Linked DNA regions of Mus musculus: all the other regions are linked to region 4. The links are chromatin contacts, called in public HiChIP or PLAC-seq maps. All regions are on one chromosome and are shown on one strand. Each heading gives the region's core, a stretch centred on a gene start, on an enhancer-like site or on the middle of the called end of the contact. The rest is flanking DNA. Distances are from core to core; before and after follow the strand shown.

Region 1 (3,109 bases), core at 270-2,769, 380 kb after region 4:
AAATAAAAAATCGCTCATTCCACAAATATTTACCAAACCTCATCTGGTCCCTTACACAGACCTAAGAAGCATCTTCAATAGAATTCCAAGCTTGTCATTGCTCAGGGACCATCCTCTCCAGCATCTAGGTGATGCTCCCATTAATGCCAGCCTTCCCCACTAGCATCCATATTTCCCCCATTGTAACTAGGTAACTAGGTAACTAGGTATTACCTCTAGTGGCAGGAAGAGAGAACCCCATCAAAAGGTACATAGAAGTCAAGGTCAACACACACCTAATTTGCTTTTCCTTTATGTAATATGGTCTCACTAGGTTTCTGTAAAATGGAGCCAGGCTGCTAAACCCAGTGAGATGTACAAAGAAAAGGACATTATTGTCATGCTCAAGGAGGGCTTTACTTAAAAAAAAAAAAAAAAAAAAAAAAAGGAGCGGGGGAGAAAATATCTTAGTCTGAGAGCACAAGGGAGGGGCCATAAACATGATAGTTGAGGACAGACTACCAGAGAAGCCCCTTGAAGCATTCGGCCCATGGCTTACAGAGCATTCGGTCCCTGTTTAGCACAAGGACAGTCTAGAGATGCTCTGTCTATCTGCTGATCAGAGACAAGGCTGCACAGAGGAGTGCCACTTAAATCCCATTCCAGCTGCTCCCCATGTCAGAAGTCCACACCGGAAAACTGGAATAGGCTCTGATGTGAGAGAGCTGCCCCATGGTTCAGAGTAGCAAGAACTCGGACCTGCTGACCGCTTGCAGCTCTGAGCACAACAGAATGTAGTAAAAGCCTTGCAGAGATGCAAAATTAGATGAGTGGTCTCCGGGGAAATGAATGAATAAACACTAATGTCTGCTGTCTGACTGTCTACTCATTTGCTTGTGATATTTATATTGAAGGCCTTCAGCGTGCTGATCGCATTTTAAAAGCCAAGTATGTGTATGCTGGTTTACAAGTATACAATCTAGAGAATGAAGCCTAGTTGATCTAAAGAGGTCTGTCCCCATGCCTCCCATCTTCACAGGGAAGAGGCAGAGGGGACAGAGGCAGCCTGCAACTCAATGAAGTTTGCCTATTCAGGCTTTGACCTTTGCTCTTCTTGTCTTGCCAGTGACACTGAAGATTCTTAATCTAGTCACTTGAGATGACCTGTGTTACTAGAAACCATTACGGTCAAAATGAAAACGCATTAAAAGGCAGGTAATATGCTTGCTACTGTGATACATGGGACTTTATTCTTCCTGCAGAGTGCAGAGCAACGCGAGTCTGCCCCATCAGCACAGAAACAGGACAATCTTTCATATGGATGAAATAGCCTTGAAAGCTTCGTCACTGCAGAGCAGAGAGAAGCTACTAAAATGGTTCTTCTTAGCCTCTTTCTGCTGATAAAAAAAAATGGAGAGAGAGAGAGAGTGAGAGAGTGAGAGAGAGAGAGAGAGAGAGAGAGACTGCACCACCTCCCAAGGGCTTCAATGCAGTTGCTATGGCAACACTATATCTGAGTCAGAACTATTAACAATCACCATGGCAACAAGTGTCTCACTTGCCATTTCCAGAAACTGGATGCGTTTGGACTGAAATCATCACACCATGAAGAAAGGGGTGGGGCCTCTCTCTCACTAGGAAACAGAAATACTTTCTCCAAATACCTTACGCAAAAAAAAAAAAATGTTTTAAGTAAAATGAAGTTAAATAGGAAGGGAATCATGTTGTTATGAGCCACACAACACTGTCTCTGTAATCTTATTGTTTGTTGGAATTAGTGCCAAAAATGTTAATAATCAGGATGTTAAATTTATTTTACCCATAAGTCCCAGTAAAATCTTTCATATATATGAGTGAACTTCCTTCCTGTTTTGTCAACGTGAACAAGAACACATTTTATATGTCTTGCCTGGCTCTCTTCTGTATCTGCGTAATCTCCCTAGCCTTACCCCGTCAGACACCCTCGTGAATATTTAGCACAGTAGAATTCTTTAGAGATTTGTGGATCACACTTGTCAAGCAGAAGAAATGATCGTGCTTATTCCTGTAGAGGCACCGAAATGGAGGGTGTGGTGCTGTTCGAGAAGAGGTCATGTTTCAACTTGGGGCTCTTCCTACTGCACAGTTTCAGATACAGAATGCTAAAATAGTTGGTGATACTGGACTTCACCTCAGGTGTGACCTCAGTGAGTGACTGCACACTGGCAGAAAAATCAACACTAGCTTGCTCTTTCTTGAGACCTGTTGGTTGAGTTCTCTTTGCTTTTTCATGACCCTTCCTTCCCTAATTGTCCCAGGATGCATTTCACTGCCAATGTTCCTGCCTCCAATCTATGTCATGTCATATTCTTGAGGTTTCTATCCCAGGGCCAAAAGAGGTTACCTGGTAGCCTTGAAGATAATTTCTCCTGTACTTTACCAATAGAAAGGTACAAGAGTGATGTGAAACAGATTTTCCTAAAACAAAAGCCAAATGAGATCAATGCTCAGATTAATATCTTTTTTTTCTTTTCTTTTCTCAGAACCTTGCTTAGTTAGAACAAGAATTCTCTTACAGAGACAAAGTTTGGAGCTGAGACAAAAGGATGGTCCATCTAGAGACTGCCATATCCAGGGATCCATCCCATAATTAGCCTCCAAACGATGACACCATTGCATACACTAGCAAGCCTTTGTTGCAAGGACGGTGATATAGCTGTCCCTTGTGAGACTACCCTGGGGCCTAGCAAACACAGAAGTGGATGCTCACAGTCAACTATTGGATGGATCACAGGGCCCCCAATGGAGGAGCTAGAGAAAGTATCCAAGGAGCTAAAGAGATCTGCAACCCTGTCGGAGGAACAACATTATGAACTAACCAGTACCCCAGAGCTCTTGACTCTAGCTGCATATGTATCAAAAGATGACCTAGTCGGCCATCACTGGAAAGAGAGGCCCATTGGTCAGGCAAACGTTATATGCCCCAGTACAGGGGAATGCCAGGGTCAAAAAATGGGAATGGGTGGGTAGGGGAGTGGGGGGGGGGGACTTTTGGAATAGCATTGGAAATGTAATTGAAGAAAATACGTAATAAAAAAAAAAGAAAAAAAATTTTACCCCCTCAATAGAATTACCTATCTGTGTTTGAAAT
Region 2 (3,016 bases), core at 125-2,624, 410 kb after region 4:
GAGTCAAGTGACCGAGGTGGGTAAGTGAGTGGACACCAAAATGCTGTGTGATAAGCATTCTCATTAGAAATAGCCTTAGGGTTCAGAGAGGATAAGAAACAAAGGGGAAGGCAAACCCAGGCTCTGGAACAGGAAGAAGTCCTCAGAATGGCATGCTGAGTATTCACCATTTGGTTTTGTTTTTATAATTGCAATTCAAATGATAATTTTAAATCCTGATACTTGGTCCATAGAATGCAAGTATACATTTTTAGCAAATAGTTCCATTGTAGTCCAGAGGGTTCATTTGTCTGCCAACTTGCCCAAGTTACCCAGAGTAGGTATATCCCCAACACAGGGAGAAACAGACACTTCTTTAGACCTCCATAGTAGGAACAATCAAATGAGTTCAGAGGGGGATTTTGTGTTCAAATCCTAAAACCCTAGGCTAGTACCTAGGACACACATAAAATACCGCGTTGCTTGCCTTTCTCCCAGCAGATTCTCTTTCATGTTGTATTCTGTTGACTTACTGCTCCCTCACCAACAAAAAAACCAGAGCCTGGATTGAGTAGTAGCAGCTCAACAGTAAATAGTTTGCCTCACACTCAGGGACCCTGCATATGGTCCTCAGTACTACACACACACACACACACACGAACCCCTCTAAAAATACACTTCAATATTTTTAGTTGTTGTTTGCTCTACAGAACATCCTAGATGTCCTTGTACTATGACCTAACACCCAGGTGTCTACAACACACTTTCAGACCAGCCATGGTGGTGCAGGCCTTTCCTGCCAACACTCATAAGACAGAGGCTGGTAAGTATCTGTGAACTAGAAGCAGCCTGTCTACATAGTGAGCTCCAAGCCAGCCAGAGCTCCAGGTATTCAAACAAAAAACTAAGAAGAAGAAAAAAATACTAGTTTTTGTTGAATGAGTATTTTATTTCTTTATATCTCCTGCTTTTAATGCCTACTTTATCTCTGTGGTTTTAGAACATTGTTTCATAACCCTTTTCATATACATAAAAAATAATCACTTTGGAAAGCACCCTGGAATGACTGAGAGGGTCTATTCCAGTCTATGGGTGCCCCCTCATTCCCAAGACCCAGCGTTCATACATCCAGATCTTAGGTCAGCAAAAACAAGGCCCACTACTTGGGAGCTCTTGTTTCTGTCAATTGAAAGGGAAGAGGCACTTTCTTCCACTCTGCATTTTGTAGCTCATCTTTCCTACTCAGCATGTCCTACTGTTTTTCTTTTAACTTTTGGGTTTTTTTTTTTTAATCCTTTCTGGAACACTTACAGGTTGCTTATGGGAATGTAAAGTGGAACAGATGCTCTGGATAGAAGCACAGGGCTCCTCCAAAAACTGAACGCAGAGTTACATAATCCTTCCATCCCGTTTCCGCTTATATATGCAAAAGAATTGGAAAGAAGGGACTCCAGCAGGTGGTATGCACCCGTGTTCATTTTAGCAGTTGTGCACAATAGCTAGAAGATGGAAGCCATCCAAATGGATAAATAAATCATGGCACGTACATACAACAGTCTTTTATTCAACCTTGCAAATGATTTTGATAAATACAACACTATAGGTAAAACTAAAGGAAATGGTGCTAAGTGAAATGAGCTAATTACCAAAAAAATGAATCTTGTATGAGTCTGCTTTGTATGATATATCTAGATAGTCAAATACATAGTGGGAAAAGTAGATTGAGGTATCCCCAGGGCTGGACAGATGGAGCAATGTCAAGGCTCTAAATGTCAAATCTGTAATCTTAAAATTAGCTAAAATAGTAGGTCTTAAATTATGTTTATGTCACTATAATTTTAAGTGTATCCTTTCAAATTGTATTGAAAACATTTAAGATTATAATCCTTATTCCTATAACTATTTGGGGGATGATTAATGAAAAGCTTGAACACATGCTGATTTGCCCAGACTTTTGAAAAGACAGAGTAGAGACCTGTCAATTAACACTCATTAGTCTCAATCCAATCCCAGGATATCATTGCCACCTGCCGTATCTGTTGTTTGAATGGGTGCCCAACATTCCAACCATCCAGAGGCTTCCAAGTCATTTCAGAATGGACCTCGGTTTGACTTTGTTGTCATAAGCACAGTCTCATACCTTTTCCATTCTCACCCTAGCCTTAAATTTTTAATAAAATGTGATTGATTAGCATTTAAATGCAAACACAAAACCTTTATCGACCTGCACTTACATTGATCAATGCTTCTAAGAAATGCAAAGCTCTTCAAGTCCCTTGAAGATAGAGCATCATTTTGGACTGGCAGGCTTTCAGGGTGTGCCTAGCATTAGATTAACACATTTCATAAGATGTGTCCCAACAGCATATCACAGTCCTAACATGACTCCATGACCTGTTCTTCTGCTGACTTCACACCTCGCATTTCTAAGGTAAAATTATACATTGTTTTTCTCTCACTCAGATACCCTGCTGTCTTTCTCACCTTCATTTTAGATGCTTAATTTAGAGTCTCCCATCTCATTCTTAGGCAGGAAAATCCAACTGAGGTTAAAGAGACAGTCTTTTGGAAAATGAACATCAGCCAGAAACTGCTACACACACTCACACACACACACACACACACACACACACACACACACAAATGGTCATTTTGCTGCCACTGAAAACTAGCTAATGAAGCTAAGAAAAACAGTTAGAACCATGATTATTCCAGACCTGAAAAGAAGGCTTGGTTAGCATTTTGACCTTTGAAAACACAAGATGTAATTATGATAAGAGCAATTTTGAACTCTTACTTAGATTTCTCCTCACTGAAGATTAATCCATATCTAATTTCCTGATACACAGTAGGCCTTCAGTTCCATTCCACAGAACCCTTGTCTTCTGAATCAGCAAACAATGCCAGTGGCTTGGCAGTGAGCTGCTTAGTCGAGGGAAATGCAGGAAATAAAGGCTAATGATGTTGCTTTGCATATCACTGAGACAGGGCCCTGAGGAGTTATGAAAAAGCCTCTGGAATTATCAATGTCTACGCT
Region 3 (2,708 bases), core at 165-2,664, 310 kb after region 4:
ATCAGGAAACTAGTAGTAAATGTACCACTGGGACCTATGAGATCCACAACCGTGGCTTCTTGGCTAGATTTGTAATACCAAGCATGCATTTCCTCCTGTGAAGTGGTTTTTAAATCGGATCAGAAAATGGTTGGTTACCTCTATACCATTCATGTCCCTCTTGCACCCGTGAGCACACCTTGCCATGCTGGTCACTGTAGTTCACAGAGTTCACAGCCAGACAAAACTAATGATGGCATTCCCTCCAGCAACTACGAAGCATTTTCCTGTACTATGAGAGCTAGCTGGCTAACAGGGAGGAGGCTTCATGGTCAGTAACAACTTGCTTTTTCTAGGTCTAATGACCAAAGTATGTGGTCCCTTTCGCAATAGGGTCTAACCACTAAATACTGGTGAGTAACCAAGAACAGGGAGTAGCCTGTATTACTTGGAATGTATAGGGAACACCTTGACCAACAACTCCAGGGGAGGTATGCCACTCCTAGCACTGGGCTTGTCATTTGCCCATTTGTCTATGGCTCCTAGGAAGAGATCCTTCAAGAGGTGACTCCAGTTAAAGTTTGCAGCTCCCACTTCAAACAATGTAAAAGCTATCCTCCTTCAAAGGGCTACAGTAACATATGATCCAAACTACTTATTTTCATATTCCCAGCACTTAAAACAAGAGTCCTTTCCTGAATATGGCAATTATATAAGAATCATTGGATAACTGAATTACTTAATGAATAATAAAGTATAAAGCCCCTGTTTGTTCTAAAACATCAGACCCCCCCATTAGAAACCATCTTATCAAAAATTTCAAAAGAAACCCCGATCGTGTAACTTTATCTATATTGAGAAATCAAATTCTTTTTTTTTAAAAAAAGACAAATGCAGAAAACATTTGTTAAATATATGTAACCAAGAACTGTTAATGTTGATAATGCATTTCAGTATAAACAAAGGGAACTGGAATAAATCATAAAATATGAGGTATTATAACATAAAATATATAATGCATAAAATATATGCTAAAATTAAAATAGGAAAGAAGATTATAAAATATTACTAGTAAGGGACCATTGGTCACTTCTGAACATTATGAAAACAAATAAGTGAGTAATAATTGTTTTTATGAGAGTCATAAAATTATACCATGCCCAAATTTAAAATCAGTTTCATTAATGTATGCTAAAATAGAAAATAGCTGTTGAATCAAGCCTGCTTTCATTGTTTTGAATCTCAGAACCTGTAGTTCAAGCGGAAGACCGGTTGGTGATGAAATGAAGACCACAGGGCCTGCAGAAGCTTGCAGCCTGCAATCAGGCTGAGGGTGGTTGCTGGGAACAAGAGCCACATTTGTCCCTCAGCTCCCTGGAGGCAGAGCACAGAGCAGCTGCACAGAACTAAGGGCACAGAAGCTACCCTCAGGAGAGCAGCCCCACTGCCCTTTCCTTCTTGTGTTCTCCCTCCATGTTCTGCCAACCCAGCCAGCACAGGCTCCTAAGCAGCACACCCTTTCATCCTTAGAACTCGTGCTCATGCCTACTGACAAAAGCAGCTGGGAGAAAATTGTATTTGTATCGACTCCACGCTGAAACCAATCCTGCCATGGCTGGTGTCTAAGCTATCAACTTGACATCACCGTACACTGTTTGTTTGTTTTAATTTTTATTCTTCTCTAATGTATTCCATCCCGACTGCAGTTTCCCCTCCCACCCCTAGCCCAGTCTCTCCCTCCCTGTCTTTAAATGGTACTTGTGTTCTTTCTTTAACATAAGTGGATGATCATCATAGAATAAACATTCCTAATGTTTTCTTTAAGAAGGAAACTGTAATTCCAGGTAGGTTTTGTTGTTATTGTTGTCACCCCACACGCACACTTTTATTATTATTTTGTTGTTGTTTTATTGCTATGTAACCTTTGTCTTGATTTCCAATCTAGGGCCACATCTAAAAATCTGAAATCCCTAGTTTTGGTGGACTCTATCTCCCTTGGACAGCTCTCCCACTCAAGTACTAACCAGCCCTGAGCCTGCGTAGCTTCTAAGATCAAATGAGGTTGACAGTGGTCAGGTCAGAGTGGTATGGCCCTAGATAATACTACCACAACTCTGATGGTCAGTGGTTGTCTGTACGGCCTACAGATAGAACTATGAGTACAAACCATTGGATTGATACCTGTGGTTAACTGATCACTATATTTAGTGCCTCCAAGTGAAGCTCTGTATATCCAAGACCTCTGTGACAGGGAGAAGACGCTACTTTCTTTATCATCTAGCTCATTTCACCCATTTATCATCTAGCTCATTTCACTCATTTTCAAGCTGAGACAGCCATCCTCTGAGGAAAATTCTGAGCCTCCTGTGCCCTCTTGCAGCCAGCAGTGTTAGAGGTCTCTCTTTCCTGTTCCCCTATGTGACTCTCAGCAGTGTAACAGGCACAGTGTTTAGAGACCATTGTTTTCTTTCCTTTGCCTTTAACCATCACATTGAAGGCAGGGAGTGTATCCAAATGCCTTTACCTCCACAGGTGCACACAGCATAACAGGAGGAATGCTGTAGACTCCCAAGTTCATCCCTTCCCTCAGTCACCTGACTCTTCACAGATGTCCCCCAGCATCTGCTGTGTACCAAACAGTGGCTCAAGGACTGGAGATAAAACAGTGACAAAGTTCTGGAGTTTTCTGTCAGCACCACAGAGAAAATATAAGTGACTTATAGCTTATT
Region 4 (3,044 bases), core at 448-2,947:
TTATTTGCTTGTTTGTTTATTGTAGGCTTGCTTCTCCTCTAACTACTTTGGCATTTGGCTTTTACCTCTTTTTCTAGTCCTTCCTCTTCCCCACCCCCCACCCCTCCTTCCAGGGCGCTGGCTGCATGTGGCCAGGCTGAAGGGCTGTTTCCTCTGTACCCTCCCCCATCCCCTTTGGATTCAGAAAGTGTCTAACAAATTGTCCAATTTCCAATACCTGCACAAGAATAATGCCAAATACCCCTGTCTTGCACCCCGCCCTTACAGCAATCAGTTTGCAGAGGGGGTCTACAACCACGACTGCCATCCCACCCCACCCCGCCATGGGCACACTCACACACAGGCACACACACTCATTCCAACCCCACACCCATTTTTTTCTTTCTTAACCTTCTCTAAAAATCACTCAAACATGCTCCTAGGGGTGTTTGAAGGCTACATTTGGAGAGCGTTCCTGTGCTGTGGATGACTGCAGGATCCCAAGCACCCTCACCTCAATTAAGTTTCTAAAACGTCTTTCACGAAATAAGTGAGCAATTTGAAATAAAATGGAAAAAAATAATCTAGGCGGTGGGGGAGGGGAGGTGGGGGATTGGGATTCTAGCTCCTCTTGGACAGTCCCTCATCCTGAGGACCACGAGTCACCCTCCTCCAGGATATTAACACACCTCAGGTCACTGCTAATGCCAGCAAAGACTCACAGGAAGAGGGGAAAGAGAAAAGCCCCGGTTTCCAACAGGTAATACGGGCTCGGCTCCCCTTTCCCATCCCATCTCAGCTCAAAGCTCCTAGGGGCGTGGTCCATCCTCTTCCCGGACCAGCTGGCACACAATCCGTTCCTGATCTCAGGAAGGGGGTTTTCCCCCTCGGCATAGGCAGTTCTCCCCCAACCCTTGTTGTCTTTAGGCTCTCTTTAAAAAATAAAAAATCTCCTAAATCAGTTTCATTCATTCGTTAAATAAATAAATAAAACCTTCACATGTTTTCCCACATACACCTGCGCCCCTTTGAAGCTCACGCGAGCACGAAATCAGGTATCTTCCGCGGCACATGTGAGAAAATTTGAATCACGGAACAGGCAATGTTGAAATGTGACTATAATTCCCCCAGACCTAATTTTCCACAAATAATATCAAGATTAGCTTTTTTGATCTCGTAGATAGAGCCCACATCGTCCCCACACCCCTTTCTGCATCCACACCCTCAAAACCAGAGACCTAGCGGCTGAGCACTTACTAATAGGCGAGGGGAATCATATTTCTAGCCAAGCCGGCATATTTCTCTCCCCTTACCCTAATTAGTAGCAGCATTCCAAAAACCAGATCATGAAAGGCAGAAAAGAATAACGCCGGGATGCAAGCATCAGTTACCGTATGCTAAGGAAGCCAGAGCATCATGCCAGGGCAGAAGCAGTTTTTTTTTAAAAAAAAAAATTTTTTTTTCTGCCTTTCACGAGGAAACCCTGTACTCTGATAATTTCACAACAGCAAAGAAGTAAAAAAGAAATCTTTAGCTCTACCTGTTTGGTTCTTCTCATACAGCACAGCATGGTGGTATCTTCCCCTGCCTTCTTCCTGCCTTCTCTCCTTTCCTCCTCTCTTCCTTATTCCCCCCCTCTCCACCTCTTTTCTGCTCGCTTGCTCACTCGCTCTCTCGCGCTAGCGCGCTCTCCCTCCCTCCCTCCCTCTCCCTCCCTCTCCCTCTCTCTCTCTCTCTCCCTCACACACACCAGGGCAGTTAGCAGCAACTGTAAGGTCCACAGCTATTGCTCACCGCACACGCACATTCTCTCTCTCTCTCTCTCTCTCTCTCTCTCTCTCTCTCTCTCTCTCTCTCTCTCTCTCTCTCTCTCTCTCTCTCCCTCTCTCCCCCTCTCTCTCCCTCTCGTCCCTTCCTCCTCTTTCCTTCCTCTCTCCTTTTCCTTCCTTCCTTCTCCTCTTTCCTCCACTCCCCACCCAATCTTTTTCTTCCTTCTCCCTGGGTCCCTTTCTCAGAATTGTTTGCTAGCTTCCAGTGACTAATCACTTCCCGTAGCCCCTACCCCCATTTCTAGACAGTCACCCCCTCCCAGTCCCCTGCCAGCCTCATGAATATTTAAACACCTCCAATCTGGACCCAATTACCCACTGACTTTCCGCACTGCATTGGGAGGGCTATGGGGTGGGGGTAGAAAGGATATTCCAGAGAGTTGGAGAGATTGGATGGAACATGTTTTAGGGAAGTGGGGCCCGAGGAATGCTCCTGTTTCTTTTCTAACTCTCCTCTTTCCCAGTACCACAAGAAGGAAAATGCAAAGAGGACCTAGAGGTGCACATAAGTTACAGCTGCCATTAGATTTTACGCGCAGTTGATAATCATGGAGGTTCAGTTTTCTCAACACTAACTGATTTTATTTATATAACCTAACTGCACACATATGATACTCTTAGCTATGCACAAATATATCACCTACAAATGTGTCAGTACGCTACACACACACACACACACACACACAGCAGTCAAGCATTCTGAGCACTTGAATGTGGAATAAACTATGGTCTAGGAATTAGACTCCATATCTAAAACTACATAGTGGGTTATTTGCTTATGCACACAAGCTTCTTTGACAGTTGTGATTCTTTCTAATTAGCTTAGTGTCTGTGAATGACAGATTTCTGTAACACTAACATTTAATGTCTTACATTCTGAGAGCAATGGACACAGGTAAACTCTGTCTTGAGGAAAGATGCATACCATGAAGTCCACCTCAGTTCCTTCTAGTGCCTCTGCTATTCTGGGGGGAGGGGGGCGATATGACTTGTAAATCTGTATTGTGCAAAGTTTAGACATTTGGTATTGTGTGGCCTTGGAGAGCCCTTTACATCTATAAAGTGGCTATAATAATGTCAGTCATGCCAACACATTTTAGGACGGGAGGCAATGTGCACAGGACACTCTGGAGCCACTCTTGACATAGGTAGTTTTACAGACAACTTTTCTGAAATGTTGGTAACATTTCTAAGTGACTACGTCAAAGAACTTTCCAGATGATTTCTTATTGTTCA

What was found. HiChIP or PLAC-seq counts read pairs in DNA pulled down with a chosen protein or histone mark.
Region 1: a contact with region 4 is called in an H3K4me3 HiChIP or PLAC-seq map of forebrain, with 6 times the contacts expected there. The contact joins the enhancer-like site here to the promoter of Gap43 in region 4. A contact is called at or near these places in 4 of 39 promoter capture datasets (the HPC-7 cell line, cranial neural crest, embryonic stem cells and 1 more), 2 of 484 Hi-C or Micro-C datasets (the N1E-115 cell line and cortical neurons), 8 of 115 datasets of contacts at active chromatin or transcription factors (VIP interneurons, embryonic basal ganglia, embryonic forebrain and 5 more) and 2 of 9 other capture datasets (adipose tissue and liver).
Region 2: an H3K4me3 HiChIP or PLAC-seq map of forebrain shows a contact between it and region 4, with 6 times the contacts expected there. The contact joins the enhancer-like site here to the promoter of Gap43 in region 4. A contact is called at or near these places in 2 of 39 promoter capture datasets (cranial neural crest and hippocampal neurons), 1 of 15 datasets of contacts at CTCF or cohesin (the NIH/3T3 cell line), 3 of 484 Hi-C or Micro-C datasets (the N1E-115 cell line, cerebral cortex and forebrain), 7 of 115 datasets of contacts at active chromatin or transcription factors (SST interneurons, embryonic basal ganglia, embryonic forebrain and 4 more) and 4 of 9 other capture datasets (adipose tissue, liver, macrophages and 1 more).
Region 3: a contact with region 4 is called in an H3K27ac HiChIP or PLAC-seq map of VIP interneurons, with 6 times the contacts expected there. The contact joins the enhancer-like site here to the promoter of Gap43 in region 4. A contact is called at or near these places in 2 of 39 promoter capture datasets (embryonic stem cells and hippocampal neurons), 2 of 484 Hi-C or Micro-C datasets (cortical neurons and embryonic fibroblasts), 7 of 115 datasets of contacts at active chromatin or transcription factors (VIP interneurons, embryonic forebrain, embryonic hindbrain and 4 more) and 2 of 9 other capture datasets (adipose tissue and liver).

Annotation. Positions count from the first base shown.
Region 1 is chr16:42,716,707-42,719,815 of GRCm38.p6, forward strand. No RefSeq gene overlaps it. Among named protein-coding and RNA genes, the nearest start is that of Gm29960, 66 kb to the left of the region's middle. Within about 2 kb of position 1,520, at least 65 of the 459 cell types and tissues checked have an H3K27ac peak or open chromatin away from gene starts, as enhancers often do. A contact at or near this core is called in the N1E-115 cell line, VIP interneurons, cortical neurons and 4 more, where this site is marked.
Region 2 is chr16:42,747,512-42,750,527 of GRCm38.p6, forward strand. The region is part of intron 1 of 4932412D23Rik (RIKEN cDNA 4932412D23 gene); the gene reads right to left. Among named protein-coding and RNA genes, the nearest start is that of Gm29960, 96 kb to the left of the region's middle. Within about 2 kb of position 1,375, at least 7 of the 459 cell types and tissues checked have an H3K27ac peak or open chromatin away from gene starts, as enhancers often do. A contact at or near this core is called in forebrain, where this site is marked.
Region 3 is chr16:42,648,582-42,651,289 of GRCm38.p6, forward strand. The region is part of intron 1 of Gm29960 (a long non-coding RNA gene); the gene reads right to left. Among named protein-coding and RNA genes, the nearest start is that of Gm29960, 2.7 kb to the right of the region's middle. Within about 2 kb of position 1,415, at least 14 of the 459 cell types and tissues checked have an H3K27ac peak or open chromatin away from gene starts, as enhancers often do. A contact at or near this core is called in embryonic fibroblasts, where this site is marked.
Region 4 is chr16:42,338,954-42,341,997 of GRCm38.p6, forward strand. It overlaps Gap43 (growth associated protein 43), which reads right to left and starts at 1,698. Exons shown (of 3, transcript NM_008083.2): 1 at 1,520-1,698. The coding sequence starts at 1,549.